Linked DNA regions of Macaca mulatta: region 2 is linked to region 1. The links are chromatin contacts, called in public Hi-C maps. All regions are on one chromosome and are shown on one strand. The core of a region is the stretch at or near the end of the contact, and the rest is flanking DNA. Distances in the headings are between cores, read along the strand shown. Region 1 overlaps ERN1 (endoplasmic reticulum to nucleus signaling 1). Region 2 holds the start of ERN1 (endoplasmic reticulum to nucleus signaling 1).

Region 1 (2,700 bases), core at 29-2,528:
GTGAGGTGAGCAGAGCAAATACTTTCATCCCCAGATAAGAATGTGGATAGAAAGGTTGCATGACAAGCTCAGGGTCACTGCTGGATGTGACAAACCAGGATGGCATTCAGGTCTTCCAATCTCCAAACCTACCATGCTTTATTCCACCTCACCAGATTTTCCCTTAGGAAGGCGCTGGATTCAGGACGGGAGGAACATGGCCACCACGGCTGGAGCTCGCCCCTGATTCCCAGAGCTCTCCGGGTCTCCCACGCCCCCTACACTCTGTGCCACCTGCTGTCCCAGCATAGTCAACACTGACGTGAAGAGGCATCTTTCCAACCTCCCTGGCCCCAGTTATGTTCTTTCCCAAACTTATTATTGCCACTTGTCCTTGTAATTTGAATATTCCATAAGCTGTCAAACATGAGTGCCACGAATTTTGAGGTAAGCTGAATCTTTAGAAAGACTCCACAAAGGAAAGGGAATGGTTACAAGAGCTGTTGCGGCATTCGGTGTGGTGGACTCAACCGTAAGGGACTGGGTCACGAAGCGTTAAAAACCAGGCTTCTGCTCTCAAATCGCTTAGGAAGTGTTTGAAGTGTCCAAGCCTCCATGCAGAAGTGGCACAGGAGTGTGCTTAATGCAAGCTGGAAAATGAGGACTCCAGTCAGTCAGACCCAAATCTGAAAAGACCTTAGCCTACAGTACAAGATTTCTGTGACTTAAGGGCTTATATTACTTGCTTTAAGTTAAAATTAAGTGTTACGGCGTGTGTACGTGTTTTTATGATTCTTCGCTGTAACTGACTTCTTTGATGAACTGACCAGCTGCTGGTCCCCAGTGAGCTGGGTAAGAGAGGACCATATCTAATCCACTCAAGATGGCTGACCCATCCAGGTCTCCATCGGGCAGTGTCCAAGGTGAGCCTCAGCGACCTGTGCTAGAATAAGGTGCTCAAATGTGAGTGCACTCCTAGCAAATGGATGCAGAAGCCAGCTTGAAGGGGTTCCAGGTTGACCAAATTTGGAACAATTTGTGTATCAAAAGAAGTAAATAACAAAAAAAGGATGAAAATGGATTATAACATTAGTTTCAAAATCCTTGAGCCCATAGTGATCAAGAAAAAAAAAAAAACGAGAGAGAGAGAGAAGAAAGTGAAAAGAAAGCTCTGCTTTACAGAAAAATGTCAGCTAATAACGCAGAAGAATTTCTACTGAACTGAGTACTTCAGGCAAGGGTGATCAACACATGCTAAACCACTGCGTGAGTGACTGTCAGTAAACAGGATATCACATTGTGCTGAAGGATCACCCCAAATACTAACAACAGAGGAGGAAATGAACCCTTATGATAGAGAGATCAGCTGTAGCATCACTAAGAGGAGGCGATAACAATCTTACAGATACGATCTTACAGATACAATCTGCCATCACATGCTTCCTGATGCAGAGACCTGTGATCTACTCATGCCAAAAACATTTAACTTGAACCTAATCAAGCCTCTACACCTGACTTCTGGTTTCCAGGAAATACGAGGAATACAGAGAAATGTTCAACGTTGTCATGAGGAAACAAGTAAATAAATCAGAATGGGGCATTTTATAACCCACTGCCTGGACTCTTCAAAATGGAACTTCAACATGGAACAAAATATAGGTGGAAAGATGTGTAAATTCCAAGAGACAGAATCAAATGTAATGCAAGACACTTGATTCCATCCTGGTATACAAAACCCAGTAGGTGTCGAACCCAGTAGGTAGCTAAATACGCAGCTCTATAAAAGACATTTGGGGACTAATTGGGGAAATTTGAATATGGATTGAATATGAGATGATGGATAGAAACAGTATTAATTGTTGAGGTGGGATAATGGTATTGTGGTTGGAAACACAATGTATTCCTTAGGAGACACGTGCTGAGGTCTTCAGGGGTGAAGGGTCAGGATGCCTGCTACTTATATTCAAATGGTTCAGTAATAGGCAAAGATAAAGCAAACGTGGCAAAAGTTTTAACAAACGTTGAATCTAGGTGGAGGTACACAGGTATTCATGTTAACATTCTTTCAGCCAGACGCTGTGGCTCATGTCTGTAATCCCAGCACTTTGGGAGGCTAAACCTGAGCCCAGGAGTTTAAGACCAGCCTGGGCAAAATAGCGAGATTCCACCTCTAAAATTTTTTTTTCTTTCAATTTTCTTTATGTCTAAAAATTATCAAAATAAGTTGAGAAAACAAAAAAATTTAAAAATAATGAAAACTTGAAGTTTGCTCACGCTGTGCAAGTCCTGACTTCCCAGTTTACCAAAATTAAAAAGGGGTTAAAAAGTGATTGATTTAGCTGGGTGTGGTGGCAGGTACCAGTAATCCCAGCTACTCAGGAGGCTGAGGCAGGAGAATCGCTCAAACCTGGGAGGTGGAGGTTGCAGTGAGCTGAGATCACGCCACTACACTCCAACCTGGGTGACAGAGTAAGACTCTGTCTCAAAACAAAAGTAAACAAAAACAAACAAAAAAACAAACAAAAAACCAACCAACAAAACAAACAAACAAAAAAACAAGTAATTGGAAGAATAGGGGAAAAAAATAGATAATTGCCCACATTTGCCCCTTTAATCATCTGAACATGAGATGACATAGAAAGTTCATACAGAAGCCTTGGTGAAAGGAATGCCATTCTCCAGCTACACGGGCATCAGCCCCCGAACCTGGAATTTAAAGGT
Region 2 (2,827 bases), core at 234-2,733, 79 kb after region 1:
TCTACAAATTTTCCTTTATTTAAAAAAAACAAAAACCCCAATTTGAAAAAGGTGACCTTATTTATTTACTTCGTCTGTTTCCAAATTCTTGTTACTCCAAGAGTACAGACAGTTATTTACCTAAAATGCAAAACCTCCAGAGTTCACGCAGTGGCTGGCACACAGGCACACACATGTCAGTGTTCTACTGGAACACTTGGTACATGATATCCCTATTAAAGAGTACACAGTACGTTTAAAGAGGTCATTAAACAAAACACGGACACATTTGCCATGCTCACATCCTGAACAATACATTTTGTGAAAAACACTCGCTAATTTAGGTTCTTCCAACCAGAAAAAAAAAAAAAAAAAAAAAAAAAGCCAAGTCTCCCACAAAATGTCTCCAAATCCACAGCTGAGTGAAGGTCATAAATAGTTAAATGAATGTAAACCAGGCCCTATCATTCGTCTCCTCCAGAAAAAAGATGAAAAGACATTTCTGATGACCCCAGGTGCTCTCCCACGAGGAGACAGTCTTTCATTTGAGCTTCTGAAGCAGCCTCACCTCGAACCCATGCGGGATCTTCCAAGAGTGCACTTCCCACAGCTCCACTTGCTCAAGGAAGTCTCGGTGCACAGAAGGAAGCCTGGAGCCTCCCAGTACCAAGAAACCGGCAGGGCAAGTGGCAGAAGCCAGCTCTGGGGTGAGAGTCCTTACTCCCTGTTGCATTCGTTCCCCAAAGTTTTCGAATTTTTAAAAAGTTCAAACACAGATTCGAAGCGCAGGACAGACCCTTCCCCTGGATCCCAGCGCCCTTTCGGCTCCTCCCGCGGCCCCCGCCAGGCAGCGCCGGCGCCCACCCGCGAGAAGGAGGGTCCCGCAGGTGGGCGGCCTCCCCAGGCCGGGGCCCTCTGGGACCCCCAGGTGCCGTCCAGGGCGCCACGAAGTTGCGCCCGAGCCTGCGGGGTCCGGGGAGCCGCTGCCCGTGACAGCCGCGCTGGCTTGGGAGGCTCTTCGGGCGGCCGACACCTCGGTGGGGCCGCGACTCCAGTCAGGGAAGCTCTCCCGGCCCGGCGCCGCCTCCTACTCCCGGCCCGAGCCTCCCTCCGCGGGGCGCACGGGGCCTCTGGCCGCCGCCACGCTCCCAGCTCGGACTCCAGCCCCGACGGCCGGCGCGACGCTGCCCCGGCCCCGACCCGGCCGTCGCGAGCTGTCCTCCACCCCACGCTCCCGGGTCACTCACCCCGAGGCCGGGCAGCAGCAGCGTCAGCAGCAGCAGCAGCAGCCGCCGGGCCGGCATGGCGAGGACTCGGCCCTGACTCCGGGGGCGGTACGGACAGAGGACGGGGCGGGGGCGCCGCGACGACAGCGAGGCGGCGACCTAGCCTCAGCGGACGCAGAGCTGACTAGGCGACGGCGGCACCCCCATTCCCGGCCCTATAAGCGCCGGGTGCCTCGGCTTCTTCCGGTCGGGGCGGGGTTGGGGGCGGGGACGGGGCGGGGCCAACCCAGGGGCGTGATTGGGGCGGAGATGGGGGCGGGGATGAGGGCGGGCCGGGGGCGTGTCCCGGGAGGGGGTGTGGGAGGGGCTGGCTCGGGGCGGGGCCGAAGGCGGTGCTGGCATCTGGCTGGCTTTGCTCCTGAGGAGGCGGCGGCGGCTATGAAGGACCAGGCCTCGGCATCCAGCGTCTGGGGGCGCTGGGTGATCGAGGCGCGAAGCTTGTCTGTGGCTGGGAAAGACCGGCATTGCCCCACCAGGTGGTCCCATTAACCCTGCCAAGGGACCTGCCGCGTCAGACTTCATCGGGGAAAAGGGCGGGACACGGGCGGTCCAGGGTGCCTAGAAGCCCCCTTTTCGTCTTTCCGCCGTGGTGGACTCATCGGCGAGGTTTACTGAGGCGACCTCTGGAGCGAAGGTTTCAGCAGCTACCGGAGGCTTCCAGCAAACACGGCGCAGCTGCCCCGCGGGGCAGGCAGTCGCAGTGTTCACAGCCCTAGGGTTCTCCAGCTGTGCCTCGTCTCCTCCAGGGCCTCTTTCTTCCTTTTCCTTGCCCTCAGGAATTCCCCTCAAGTCACATCCAACAGCCATCAGTTCCGTTTGGAATGAACCACGGCCAAGTCACTCACCAAAAATTATAAGGAGGAAACCAATTCGGCCACTTGTGTCACGTGCGTTGATGTGACACGTGTGGATGTGAAGTTTGAGATGGCCTGCGTCACAACTCGTTGGAGGGAGTGGGTGGGTTGAGGCCTCCTGCAAGGTCTGTGTGAGGGTGTGGACTACTAATTAGAGTTAAAGAGCTCGGCAGCTTTTTGGTCACTGGCACTGGCCTCCACTGAGAGGGACATGGGGAGGGAGGACACGTCTTTTGCAAGGAAAGAGAGTAAACTGAGATTTGGAGCCCAAGGAAAGTTATCTAACTTATCCTAGGGGAAAAAGAAAACAGGGCTATGACATTCTCTAATTTTTCCTGACTTGCTCATATGAGAGCCTAAGATTTTTCTAATTTGAAGGAAAAGAATAAGCAATTCTAGACAAAACAACACAATAGTAGTGGGGGACTGGCCAAATGTCCAGTCTGTGTGCATTGTGGTCAGTCTTATCCAACTAAAACAGACCAAAATGATAATAAGTCCAAATCCTGCAAATAGAGCTCCCCATTCCTAACCCCCTAGGCCTGGATTACAATGAAGGGACTAATCCCTACAGCATGCTGGAGACTCCAACGCATCTCTGTAAGAGTGGGAAGAATCTTGGCAACTGTGAAGACAGTAGAAACATTTTGAAAAGTGTTACCTGCATGTCTAAGTTCAAACAGAGGTTTGGGATTGGCAGAGAGATGT

What was found. Hi-C and Micro-C count contacts between places; a contact is called where the count stands out from the background.
Region 2: a Hi-C map of blood shows a contact between it and region 1, with 2.9 times the contacts expected there. The contact joins the promoter of ERN1 here to the enhancer-like site in region 1. A contact is called at or near these places in 7 of 14 Hi-C or Micro-C datasets (CD4 T cells, blood, fetal cortex germinal zone and 3 more).

Annotation. Positions count from the first base shown.
Region 1 is chr16:73,956,318-73,959,017 of T2T-MMU8v2.0, forward strand. The region is part of intron 17 of ERN1 (endoplasmic reticulum to nucleus signaling 1); the gene reads right to left. Among named protein-coding and RNA genes, the nearest start is that of ICAM2, 27 kb to the left of the region's middle. Within about 2 kb of position 1,279, at least 5 of the 40 cell types and tissues checked have an H3K27ac peak or open chromatin away from gene starts, as enhancers often do. A contact at or near this core is called in CD4 T cells and blood, where this site is marked.
Region 2 is chr16:74,034,889-74,037,715 of T2T-MMU8v2.0, forward strand. It overlaps ERN1 (endoplasmic reticulum to nucleus signaling 1), which reads right to left and starts at 1,484. Exons shown (of 22, transcript XM_077972437.1): 1 at 1,227-1,484.